Linked DNA regions of Capsicum annuum: region 2 is linked to region 1. Evidence: chromatin contacts called from public Hi-C data. All regions are on one chromosome and are shown on one strand. The core of a region is the stretch at or near the end of the contact, and the rest is flanking DNA. Distances in the headings are between cores, read along the strand shown.

Region 1 (6,548 bases), core at 1,622-4,121:
CTACTTCCACAACAAATTTTCCGGTATTACCAATTGGTCATTAACAGAGTCTCGATATCATTCTCACATTACTCATCAACAGCACCAAACAGTAACCGGTTTCTGAATATTATTGATCATTCTATCCTAAAAGTCATGAAGCATCTCTTCAACATTAGCCCCCTTGAACCATTGTAATTCCTTGATGCCAGAACCCAACAGGCCAACATTTCTTGTTGGTTATTAAATATAATAAATACACGCATAGAATTTGATTAAAAACGCATCTTGTGTGGCTTGTTGATCCAAAAGATGTTGGTGCAAATTAAAAATACAAATCCTAGGACTTCTTTTGTAGTCTAGCACAGGCAAGAACTAAATATATCTCTCAGCTCCATAGATTACAAAATAAATTACACTTCGCTAATGGGTTTAGGGAAAGTTCTTATTTTTCCTTCAATAACATTTGCACATAATATCAAATTTTTCTTTTGGGAAAATACATAGAATTCACCTTGCAAAACAAGTACAGTAAGATAGGCATAGTAAGATAGGCATATAAAGATCACCTGATGGGGTGGCAGTTGCCACGACTGTGTTCCATAAGGAGCACCCATGTGTGGAGCGCCCATGGGTGGAGGCATGGCTTGAGAAGGTGCTGCAAATGGGGAGGAACCTGGAGGAGGTGGCACATTCTGAAATGATCCTGAAAATGGTGGTGGTGGTTGTGCTGTAACTGGTGTCGTGCTGACAGATGACGAACTTCCAAAGGGTGAGCGCATGCCTGAAGGCTGAGAAGAAGCGCCTGGTGAAACCATAGCTGGTGGAGGAGCTCCAAATGGTGGCCTCATTGCATTGCTTGGAGGAGGAAAACGTGTTCCACCCTGCATCATTCCTGGACCACCTGACGGTGGCCCATTACTAACCGAGCTAGAAATGCTTGATGGTGGCGGCACAGCAGGACCTGTTGTCAACGGCGAAGAAGAAAAAGGACCCGGAGACCCGGGACGAGGACCCAATCCAGAAGGCAAAGACCCAGGTGGCGGGGGTGCACCACCCATAGAAGGAGGCATTACACCAGGAGGAGGTGGCCGAGATGTAAAGGGAGGAACAGACTGAACCACGGGAGGAGACAATCCAGTGTGTGGAGGACCACTAGGAGGTGCAGGGCCTCTTGGGAACACACCAGGCGGTGGAGGTCCTGGACGACTAGCAGGTGGTCCACCAGCAAAAGGTGGCTGCTGCCCAAATGGGGTATTAGGCCTAGGAGCACCTGGTGGCTGATTGGGCCTATTTACTTGTAGATTTTGCATACCATCAGCAAGTGCATTAGGGTTATAATTGGGTGGAGGCGCATTCCTTGGTCTAGGTCCCCCTGGAGCTGCCATTGATTATTTCCAAATTTCCCAAAACTCTAGAACAGATGCGAGAAAAAAAAAAGGTTAAATAAATAGATAAAATCAACAGAAACAAAAAATAAGAACAGCAATCTTCACTATATCAAACATTCAGCAAGCCAAAACAAAACATATTGATTCAAAGGAAAACAAGTCCATAAAATCAATCACAAAATAAAAATAACTAGACAATACATCTTTTTGGGAAAAAAAAAATCATCAGATATTATCCCTCCCCCCCTCCTCCTTCATCTTGACTATCGGTTTGTAATAAAGCTAAACCATTAGGAAATATAGTCCATATTGTCAAACCGATAAACTTCAAAACCGAACCGAACCGACCGATATGCAGCCCTACTTTTGCTGTTCTCTTCCCTTTATGGTGTGTGTCTAGTTCTAAAGCGGGTAGGTATGTCGATGCATGTCATCCCTGTTTAGCTAGTTAGCAACTTATTGTGTTCTAGCTCTCTGTACATCTATAGGGGCATCCCACTCAACACCCAGCTTCTTCTACTTATCTATGCACAAGCACACACATACTCCATTTGTTGAACCTCACATAGTCTAACCACATCTGCACATAATGCACGGACTTCAAATGTATCCAAAGACAGTCAACCAACCAGTCATTGCTCATGTCGAATTTCCTTTAAACAACCACAGTTAACAGGTGTTGAAGCTTCACTGCTGAGCTAAAGCTGCTCTCTACCGTGACAAACACTACGTGAAACGATAACTTTTGAACTAAAAACTGTTTTATTCACCATATGTACCATCTACTATTACCTAATACGAAAACTATATAACCCCATATTTAGCTGCTACTCAGCACTCCTACCATACATTCATTAATCTGTAATTTCAAGGTTGAGCATGCGACGAAGAGTCTGTGTCGCAAAGTCAATACTGTCAAATACAATTCCTGGAGAAGGGCTGCGCTCCCTGGTTGGGGTTGCTGGTGCAGATTTGGCGAAGGGACGTAAATCAATATCAGATGCTGAAACAGGAAATTCAAGAGAGGCAGCCCTCTTAGGCCTGAGGGATAACTTGGGCATGGGCAGAGAACTAGGAGGAGGAGAATTCGAATAAGCTGGCCCTGCCCATAGTTCAGAGAATGGAAACTCATCACTCAAGGAATTCTCATTCCTAGAACCAACATCCCCATTGAGGTTAAATGGTATAGTAATCGTGTTGCTTCTGCCTGGTTTTCTTGATTTCTTCTGATCTTCAGAGTAAAACTTAACAGTATTAACAGGCAGTGGTGTTAAAGGTGATCGCTTTTGGGGAGACAAGAAACCCGAGGAGGCTCTTTTGTTGACAGGTTTCTTGACAGACTTCGATTGGGTTTGAAATAAACCTGCTCTGGACTCAAAAGCCCTACAATTTACCTCCCTAAACCCACCAGAAGGAGGTGAACCATATGACCCAAATCGAGCAGGACCATGTGCCCTGCTTCTCCCATGGAACTGATTCCGATGCTGAGCAACAACAATCATTTCCGACAACAACCAATTCAATCAAATTCAACTATAACTCACTATCTGAAGATCTAACAAGAAACAACAGAGGTCAAAGATTCATATTGGGGCTTTGAAATGCTTTAAATAGACTGTCAATCACCAGATTATCAGCAAATCAAAATCACTATCACTGTATCCAATACATAAAATTCATCCACAATCACCACTTTCACCCTTCAGTTTCTTCAGATCTATAATCCAGTAACAAAAAAAAAAAAAAAAAAAACATATAGGAAAACAAATCAGTAACTCAAATCCGAAACACCCAAAACGAAAACTGCAAAACACAACTACTACAACTCAATTTCAGGGCAATATTCGTATGTAAATCAACTTTATTCCAATACAAAAAACTAAGAATTGTACTTTCTTTCATATAAATAGAAGTTGTAAATTTCATTTTCAAGTAAAATTACCTGATGTCAGGAAGTATTAGTGAAGCAGAGTGTCTGGACAGTGTGATTTAGGATGAGATTTTCCTCCCCAACCTAAAAATACTAATAGTACTGTACTTAATAGTATGGTTGTAAGTTCTCTTTGTATTATGGAGCCACCATAGATTCAACGACCACTAAAGCTTTTCCGAAACGTGAATCTCCGGATCTGAAATGGACCTAAAGTCGTATTCTAAATTAGCTTTGAGGTCCAGCGGCGTTATTGTACAATTTGCACCCCGTTTGTGAGTGAAATTATGAAAGTGTCACAAGCGGGATGCAAGGAACAGTGACACTCTGGTTCATCAAGGACATATTTAAACCATTTACTAATCTGGCAGGAATCTGTGGTGACCAAGCACAACAGATAAAGAGGCAACCACTAGCTTGAACTTTGCCATTAACATCGTGATGTTATTTATAACCCCACGGCACAAACAAGAGGACGCCACAGTCCCATCACACAAACTCATGGCCATCAGAAAGGGATCATTAATGGCCATGAAACAGTTTGAACCTGCCAAATTGACAAGACTCCAACCATCATAGATCGTTTTCTCAAAAACATATATAAATTGGGTTCATTCATAGTAATCACAGTTCTCATCAAAACAGCACAAGAAATTCACGACCGGTTCTGGGACGACATCTTCTCAATGGAGAGGAAAGCATCAAGATTTTGCCAAAAAAGCAAATCAAAGAGTAAATAATCAAGGGAATCTCAGTCAGTACCTTAGTAAGATGAAAGCAACAGGTCAACAAGAGGGAGAAGCTGTAAGATCGATCAGCTACAACAACAAAAACAGGAGCAGAAGAGTAAGAGGCGGTGGAGAACTGGAGATGAGATGTGGACTTGGAAACTTCTCATTTAGAAACCTACTTTTTCTACTTATCAATTATCATATATGTTATTTAAGGTTGGGCCGGGTAGAGTAATGGATTGCTGAAAGTTGAAACAGATTTTTATTTTGTTGAATAATGGGTTGGGCCATTAAGTTTTATTATTAATAAAATAATAAATTAAACAGGGATAGTATAGTATTTTTACTGTATTCTTATTAGGTTATCGGTTAATAGATCAAAATCGGAACCGAACCGGTTAATCAATAAAATTCTTTATAAAATCAATAACAAATCAATAACCCAATAACCCGATACCGATAACCCAATGGTATTTTTATCGGTTCAGTTTATCGATCGGTTCAGTTTTTGCACAGCCCTACTTGTAGGTTAGTCGTTTTTTCCTTTGGCCACCTAAAGTCAATTTTCTTTTACATCGTGAAAATAGTTTCTAACATAAATACAAGTAAAGTTATTTGATTTTCTTTTAAGTCTCGTATATAGCAAAAGATTTAATGTATTAATATAATACTCAGTTGAATATGAATGGATGAAGTTGTTAAAGTTCCCAATAGAGTTGGAATTGAGTGCTCAACATAATGACACTTTAGTCCCAATTGTCCTCGAGAGAAGGCTCGCCATTATGTAAAAATTAGATAAATTTGATCTACAATTACAAGCGAAATTATAGTATTTATATTAAGAAATTCATTAAATATAAATTCATTAAATGCAAATTCAATAACTAAATTGAGCTATGGGTTCAGGAAAAGTTTAGAATTTATTAAGTTAAAATATTAACCTATCTCTATTTAACAATCTGATAAATTAATCGAGTTTTCCAAATGATCAAATACGAGCCAATTATTTATTTGTGAATTTTGTTGTCTACTCTTTGTTAAATAATCATTTGGCCAAGAACTTTCATTACATTATTAATTAAAACATTATATGTTCTATCATGCACGCGATCAAAGCTTATATTTTTAGAGAGTTATGTTGTAGATTAGGCTACTTAATAACAGTACTAACCTAATCAGTGTAATAAGCTAAACTATTTTAGGTAGGTAAGTATTTATCACTATAATAATAAAGACTTTTAGAGGTAATAAATATACACGTTATTAAGAAATGTTAAACTAATTTTTACTGGCATTAGTTAGTTGTCACCTAATCCAGTATCGCTATAGGACATTTGCAAAGAATACTAAGAATGTAATTGTCACGAATAATCGCTTCTAAAAAAATAATTCAGCTGCTATAAGCTATTGCCGTGAACTAATTGCCGCTAAATATTTTTTTTCTCTTTTATAAAAGTACCTATATATACACACAAAACTACTGGAATTAGTTATGCATTTTGTCACGAATCTATCACTAATTTGCTCGTAGCTATCAAAAATTACTGGCTAAATAGGATTAAGGACGAATTTTGCTATTCAACTACATAATTTGTCCGCCGCTAAACCCTTTTTTTTTTTTCTTTCTAAGTAGTTACGTAACATTTTCAGTTCAATAGTTTATAATGAAGCCACATTTTGCCAAGAAAATAAAGGATAAATAAATTAAAGAACAACAATAATTAATCACTCAAAATGAAGCCACAACAATAATATATAGGTAAATTACAATCAGCATGACACTCCTAATACAAAGGAACCAAAAGAATAATAATAACAGTTAATATTAGTAATACAAGATTGACATAAAAATAACATTTTCTCCAAAAACTCAGAATCCCCTTGTAGTCAAAGCAAATGATGATGTAACAAATAGGAGGAATAATCCAACTAAAGTAGTAGTCATAGAAACTTTTGTGTTGCTTCCTGCTGCTGCTGATGATCCAGGTGTTGAAGGAACTGTTTTAGAACCCGTAGTACCTACACCAATGAAAGCATTTGCGCGCGTTTGAGTTATTTGACTTACTTACACTAGCACAATATAAAATAATTTTTATACTATTAGGTCAACTACAAGTAATTGTTATGTAAGTGATATAGCATGTTAAATTAAAATTCTTATATATAGGAGAGATGATAATTTTTTGTATTTGAATTGTACCTGTTCCTGATGGAGTTGCTGGGATTTCATTAGAGGAATCGGATGGGGTAGTTGAACCTGTAGGAGAACTTGCTGGTACTGAAGCAGTTGGTCCATTTGCAGCTATTTTTTTTTATGCACAAAACAATTAGTTAGTTCATTATACATGTAGATGTTATAAGAGTTTAATTAATTTAATCATAAGTGTAAAGAATTTTTATAACTATTAAAATCTAGTGGCAGAGCTATGAATTGAAGTATAGATTTTAAATTCTAAGATGGAAACATCAAGTATTGGCTTTCGAATTAAATTTTTATACATATTTAATAGATTCCTG
Region 2 (6,548 bases), core at 1,540-4,039, 160 kb after region 1:
TTCCCCTTGGCCAATTTTCTGTTTTTTGGGAATGAAAATTGGGAAGGGGAATAATAGTTAGTTGTATCATTTTCTTTTCCTGGTCTTCGGTAATCTTTCCATCAGCTTTCCTCTTGCCAGTCCATTATCCCTGTTAAGTGGTTTATTTCTTCTCAAGAAAAGTCCATCTTGCCTATGGATATTATTGATCATATCGTCATTGATAAGGTAAGAGTTTCCTAGTTTTTATCTGTTTTGATATTCTGTCTCTGACTTGTTATTTAGCTTATATGTGCTATGACAGTTGCTTATTATTTGTTTACTTCTTTGTGTGTAACACTTTTAGTTGGCGCTGTTCGAAGAAGTTTGTTGAAGTGGATGTTCTCTCTGTGCTCACCATGGTAGCACCACTTGTTGTTTTTCATTTTGCTGTAGGATACTTGCAGTCTCTGGGTCCTTCGACAAATCTGGTAGTTACTACTGCAGTGATTATCTAGTTATCCGATGTTTTGGATTTTGGAGCTTTTACGTTTGTCCTTGATCTAAGGAACTTCTTGTTAAGAAGTCTATGCTGCTTGCCTTAAGAAGTCTGTGCTGCTGTTAGAGCTTTTACTTTTGTCCTTGAACTTAGGAACTTGTTATTCTTGTTTCTCTAATTCTGTTGTTTGGCTTAAGAAGTCTATGCTGCTGTAGAGTACTGCAGTGATTTTCTAGTTATGTTGATGTTTTAAGTTTTAAGAGCTTTTACTTTTGTACTTGGAACTTAGGAACTTGTTATTCTGTTTCTCTAATACTGTTGTTTGGCTTGAGAAGTCTATGCTGCTGCTGAATCATGCATAATATTTTCCTTGTTACATGAACATGCCCACCTCTTATGGCATCAGAAATGTTTTTTCACTTTTAGACTGCTTCTGTTGTACTTGGCAAATGACAACTCTTTCTCAGTGTTGAGACGACTAAAAGAAATGCACGCCGGTATCTACTGATTTCTTCATAGTTTTTGTCCCCAAAAACTTCATTCAAGTCGTGATACGTTCAGTCGCTCTGGGTCAAGTTGGCAAAGATGAGAGCAGTTAATCTGTATTTTTTAGTCGGACTGGGTCAAGATGGCAAAGCTGAGAGCAGTTAATCTGTATTTTTTAGTCGTGCATGATTGATCTTAGCATGCAGCACGTACAGGGACGATGACAACAGAAAATATTGGTAGTAATATTGTTTCGTATTTCTTTGTGCGAGCGAGTACGAACTGATTTAGTCATGGATCGAACATTTTCTACCAGAGCAGAATCTATTGACAGTTTGGATTTTTACTCGTGTACATTAGATCTGCAAGTAATTTAGATGGTAATAATCTATGCATATCATTTTGAGCAGGCTTTCGAAAGAGTTTTAAGTTGAACTAACATTAATACCAAGTCCAATTGACCATTGAACCTGCCCTAAATCAGATCCACAAATTTGTGACTTAGGAGTAGTTGCCGTGTATTAGTCGTATGAAAAGGAATAGATTTATCCAACATGAGTACGCCACTAGAAATTAACTCTTATCTTGATAATAGAGTCTGGTACATCTCAAAATTTAACAGAGATTATCAAAGCCTCTGCCTAGTAGTGAATTGCAAAGTTTACATCAACTTAACCAAAGGTATACAAAAATTATAGAGAAGAGTAAGCGAGTAAGCGAGTAAGCTAAGTGTTGACAAACTCCACACTCCAAAGTAGTCCAAAACACAATACAAACAATAGTGGAGCTTAGATGGTGAATACCGTGGCAAATGATGCTGCAACTACAAGGGTAAACAAGAGAGAATATGGCAGCTTGACTCTGTATCCTGAATTTCCACTTGGTTCACCCTTAGATCCACCTGCCAAAAAACGTATACAACAGATTATTTATACATCAAAAACATCCAAAAACTTAGTTTTCGTAAAGTTCTGGTTTTGTTCTTATATCATTATACATTTTTTTTTTTTTTAAAAGTTCTATTTGTACTCGTACCTGAAGGAGTAGAAGGAGACCCTGGAGAACCAGATGGAGTAGTAGCTGAAATGTTTATATTTGACAGAGAAAACAAGTTAAAAACTCGAAAAATCTCCAGCTGCAAGCGTCTTTTGTCACAATATAAATTATTTTTTATTAAAAATGTAGTTTCCCAATCCTTTTCGGGACCAACTATGAGGTGAGACTTTTGTATAAGTATTTTCATAATATATATATAGAGTTTGAACCAAAAAAATAAATAAAAAATCGAAAAAAGCAGTGTAGTTGATGAGCTTAGCTTTACCTTTACAGATATTAACAGAGGGAGTCTGAACATTACAAGCTTTTGGAAGAGCCATAGCTTGTGTTTGATTCACATTAATTCCCATAGAAGATGCAGAACCACCATTAACCACTTGACACAAACATTGTGGCTGATTTTTCACAATAGTGGCTAGTTGTGTACAACATCCTGATGACGGTTTTGTGGCATTCCCTTGTATATAATCCAAACATGGTGCTAATCCAACTATCACTTGTTGGCAATCATCTGATTGACCACTAACTTGTATTGCAATAATAGCCAAAACCACAAAAACTGCACTTGTTAACATCTTCATTTTCTCTTCAATTTAATTTAATTCCTTCTCAATATCTTACTTTGGTCTGCTGCTAAATTTTGGAGCATTTGATGGAAATGACAGTGTTTATAACGGGGAAGATGGTGCAATAAATTTTTTAGTAAGGACAGATGGGGGTTATGTGGGTGACCAAACTTTGGCTACCTTTATAACGAATCCATGTGTATACACCATTTATTAATTTTACTTCCCACATTCTGACTTTATTATAATTGACAACATATAGACAAACACCACTCTATAGTCTACACGTTTCAAAAAGTAGCTAGCTGTCAAATTTTTGGTTAACAATTGTAGCTTATCTTCCAGCAAATCTAAGAGAGTAGTACTATATTATGTATAGCTTAAAAAAGGATTTTTTAAACTAAAATATATACGGTCCATGTGATACAAATTCAAAAAAAGAATGATGCTTTTATTGAGTTAGAAAATACTAATTAATTTTCCCTGTTTTCATATTACCCATTATAGAGTTGTAAATTTTATTAACATATATATTTTCAAAGCCATGCAAGTATTAACACGTCTTAGATCATAAGTTTCATTTTTTAAGACTTTGTGAAATTTAAACTAAATCATATAAATTATAATGACGAAAGTATATACTTTCAAATAATCTTTATATAGTCAAACTTCTCTATAGTGGCAACATTTATATGAAAGTATCGTGACTGCAATATAGAGGTGTTATTATATATGATGTTCAAATCTCATTTAGTTTCTATAAATAAAAATACGCAAAATTAGAAAAGACATGAATATATATTATAAATAACATAAATACCAATCTCTTAAAAGTAATTACACTTTCTCCCATAATTACTTTACTCTCTCTCCCTATGAATAAATATAATATAGCTGACATATACATAGCAGTTTGTGTATATGTGAGATTTTTGTAATATGTTTAGGGAGTTGGAATTTTTTGTAATATTGAAAATATAAGTTGTGTATTTGTGTAATTTTTAGATATATATATAACAAAAAAGTAAATATTAGTAGTCTTTTTTTTCGTGAATTTATGAAATAATTGATGTGCATCATTTAAATATAATTTTTTTCTTTAAATTAGATATTCGTACTTGAAATTTACTGTGTTCATGATACTATGATGATTATCATTAATATTTTTGGTATTTTATTTTGTACATAATATATTTTTTATAAATTATTATATAGTATTTGAGTATGTTGTTATAAAGAAGAAATGTTACAAAGATTGTATCGCTATATAAGCGTCATTGCAGTTATAGAAAAGTAAAATATAACACGATAAAGTGATTTTGGAGAAAATCAAGCTACAATGGGAAAATGATGTTATAATGATGTGACGTTATAGAGAGCAGTGGCAGAGTTAAAATTTTCAATGAGGTCGTTCAGAAGTAAATATACGAATTAATGGAAGGGAGTTCAATATCTATTATATATGCATATTTTTTTTTTAATTATATTTACCTCGAAGAGGGTTCGAATGAATTCTCTAAAGCAAATATAGTTCTGCCTCTCATAAAGAGGTCTGTCTGTATTAATATATTTTATTTATTATATCAGGCTATTTATCTTATTTTTACGTATTAGTATTAATCTTACTTATCATAAATAATTGCTTATAATTATTTTAGCTTATTTCATGGATTTTTTTTTGTTCTATTCTATCAATATAATTACACTCTTTAGCATAAGGACAAAAGTGTAGACGGTGCAAAAAGCTCCAGCGAAGCTGCCTAAATTTTAAATGCTCATCAATGGTTTAGTCAAACTCAATAGGTCGGCATGGTAGGTTAGTCGTTTTCTTTTTTTTTGGCCACCTAAAGTCAATTTTCACATTCTCTGTATACAAATCAAAAGAAAGTTATCGTGCAAACTGTTTCTAACAGAAATATAAATAAAATTATTTGATTTTCTTTTAAATCTTGTATATAGCAGAAGATTTAATGTATTAATATAATTATCAATTAAATGTGAATGGATGAAGTTGCTAAAGCTCCCAATAGAGTTGAAATTGAGTGTGACATAATGACACAATTTAATCCCAATTGTTCTTTGGAGAAGACTCGTCATTATGTAAAAATTAGATAGATTTGAAGTTATAGTATATTTTATACGTAGTCAGATGGCTCAATAGCTTTTGTTTAGATTTTATATTTATATTAAGAAATTCATTAAATGTGAATTCAATAACTAAATTGGAGTTAAAAAAAAGTTCAAAATTTATAAAGTTAAAATATTGACCTGACTCTATTTAACAATCCGATAAATTAATTGAGTTTTCCAAATGATCAAATACAAGCCAATTATTTATTTGTGAATTTTGTTTTCTACTCTCTGTTAAATACTCATTTGGCCAAGAACTTTCATTACATTATTAATTAAAACATTATATGTTCTACCATGCACATGATCAAAGTTTATATTTTCAGAGAGTTATGTTGTAGATTAGGCTACTTAAAAACAGTACTAACCTAATCAGTGTAATAAGCTAAACTACTAGGTAGATAAGTATTTATCACTGCAATAATAAAGACTTTTAATGGTAATATTAAATACGTTAATAAAGAGTGCTAAATTTTTACTGACATTGGTTAATTGTTACCGGCTCCAATGTCACTATAGGACATTTACAAAGAATACTAAAAATATTATTTTCACTAATAATTAATTGCCTCTAAAAAAATAATTCAGCGACAATAAGCTTATTGCCTTGAACTAATTGTCGCTAGATTTTTTTATTTTTTTTGTATATTAAATTACCTATATATACACACATAAAAAACTGAAATTAGTTACTTATTTTGTCACGAATTTGTCACTAATTTACTTGTAGCTATCAGAAATTACTCGTTAAATAGGATTAGGAACGAATGTTGCTATACAACTACATAATTAGTCCGCCGCTAAACTTTTTTTTTTAGTAGTTACGTAACAATTTCAGTTCAATAGTTTATGAAGCTACATTTTGCCAAGAAAATAGAAGATAAATAATTAAAGAACCCTCCTGCGACTTACTCAAAATGAAGCCACAACAATAATATATAGGTAAATTTACAACAAACGTGACACTCATACTAATACAGGGGAACCAAAAGAATAATAATAACAGTAAATATTAGTAATACAAGATTGACATAAAAATAACATTTTCTCCAAAAACTCAGAATCCCCTTGTAGTCAAAGCAGATGATGATGCAACAAATAGGAGGAATAATCCAACTAAAGTAGTAGTCATAGAAACTTTTGTGTTGCTTCCTGCTGCTGCTGATGATCCAGGTGTTGAAGGAACTGTTTTAGAACCTGTAGTACCTACACCAATGAAAGCATTTGTGCGCGTTTGAGTTATTTGACTTATGTACACTGGCACAATATAAAATAATTTTTATACTATTAGGTCAACTACAAGTAATTGCTACGTAAGTGATATAGCATGTTAAATTAAAATTCTTATATATAGGAGAGATGATAATTTTTTGTATTTGAATTGTACCTGTTCCTGATGGAGTTGCTGGGATTTCATTAGAGGAATCAGATGGGGTAGTGGAACCTGTAGGAGAACTTGCTGGTACTGAAGCAGTTGGTCCATTTGCAGCTATTTTTTTTTTATGCACAAAACAATCAGTTAGTTCATTATACATGTAGATGTTATAAAAGTTTAATTAATTCAATCATTATAAATGTTTGTGGTGTAAATAATTTTTATAACCAACAGAATCTAGATGCGGAGCTATGATTTGAAGCATAGAAAATAGAAATATCGAGTATTGGGTTCCGAATTAAATTTTTATATATATTTAGTATATATGTGAATATATAAAAACACAAAATTTGGACTTAACGATACTAAAATTGGCGGAACTATGATTTGAAGTATATATATGAGTTCTAAATTCTAGCTCTGCCAGCTCTGTCAGTGTATTTAAAGTTATTGTATTAGGTCAGATTAATTAACTGCC

Evidence for each region. Hi-C and Micro-C count contacts between places; a contact is called where the count stands out from the background.
Region 2: a contact with region 1 is called in a Hi-C map of bud, with 10 times the contacts expected there. The contact joins the promoter of LOC107875276 here to the promoter of LOC107873768 in region 1. A contact is called at or near these places in 3 of 5 Hi-C or Micro-C datasets (bud, leaf and placenta).

What each region holds. Positions count from the first base shown.
Region 1 is chr6:226,893,495-226,900,042 of UCD10Xv1.1, forward strand. LOC107873768 reads right to left here and starts at 2,872. Exons shown (of 1, transcript XM_016720712.2): 1 at 2,225-2,872. The coding sequence starts at 2,872. The coding sequence ends at 2,225. LOC107875267 (protein transport protein Sec24-like CEF) reads right to left here and starts at 4,232. Exons shown (of 26, transcript XM_047414255.1): 1 at 4,063-4,232; 2 at 2,997-3,087; 3 at 549-1,393. The coding sequence starts at 1,367. It overlaps LOC107874555 (non-specific lipid transfer protein GPI-anchored 5), which reads right to left. Exons shown (of 3, transcript XM_016721319.2): 2 at 6,232-6,333; 3 at 5,753-6,050. The coding sequence ends at 5,902.
Region 2 is chr6:227,056,214-227,062,761 of UCD10Xv1.1, forward strand. LOC107875276 (non-specific lipid transfer protein GPI-anchored 5) reads right to left here and starts at 2,790. Exons shown (of 3, transcript XM_016721923.2): 1 at 2,265-2,790; 2 at 1,979-2,023; 3 at 1,511-1,844. The coding sequence starts at 2,580. The coding sequence ends at 1,732. It overlaps LOC107874558 (non-specific lipid transfer protein GPI-anchored 5), which reads right to left. Exons shown (of 3, transcript XM_016721324.2): 2 at 6,083-6,184; 3 at 5,584-5,901. The coding sequence ends at 5,753. LOC107875275 (a long non-coding RNA gene) reads left to right here. Exons shown (of 2, transcript XR_007056879.1): 1 at 1-207; 2 at 326-791.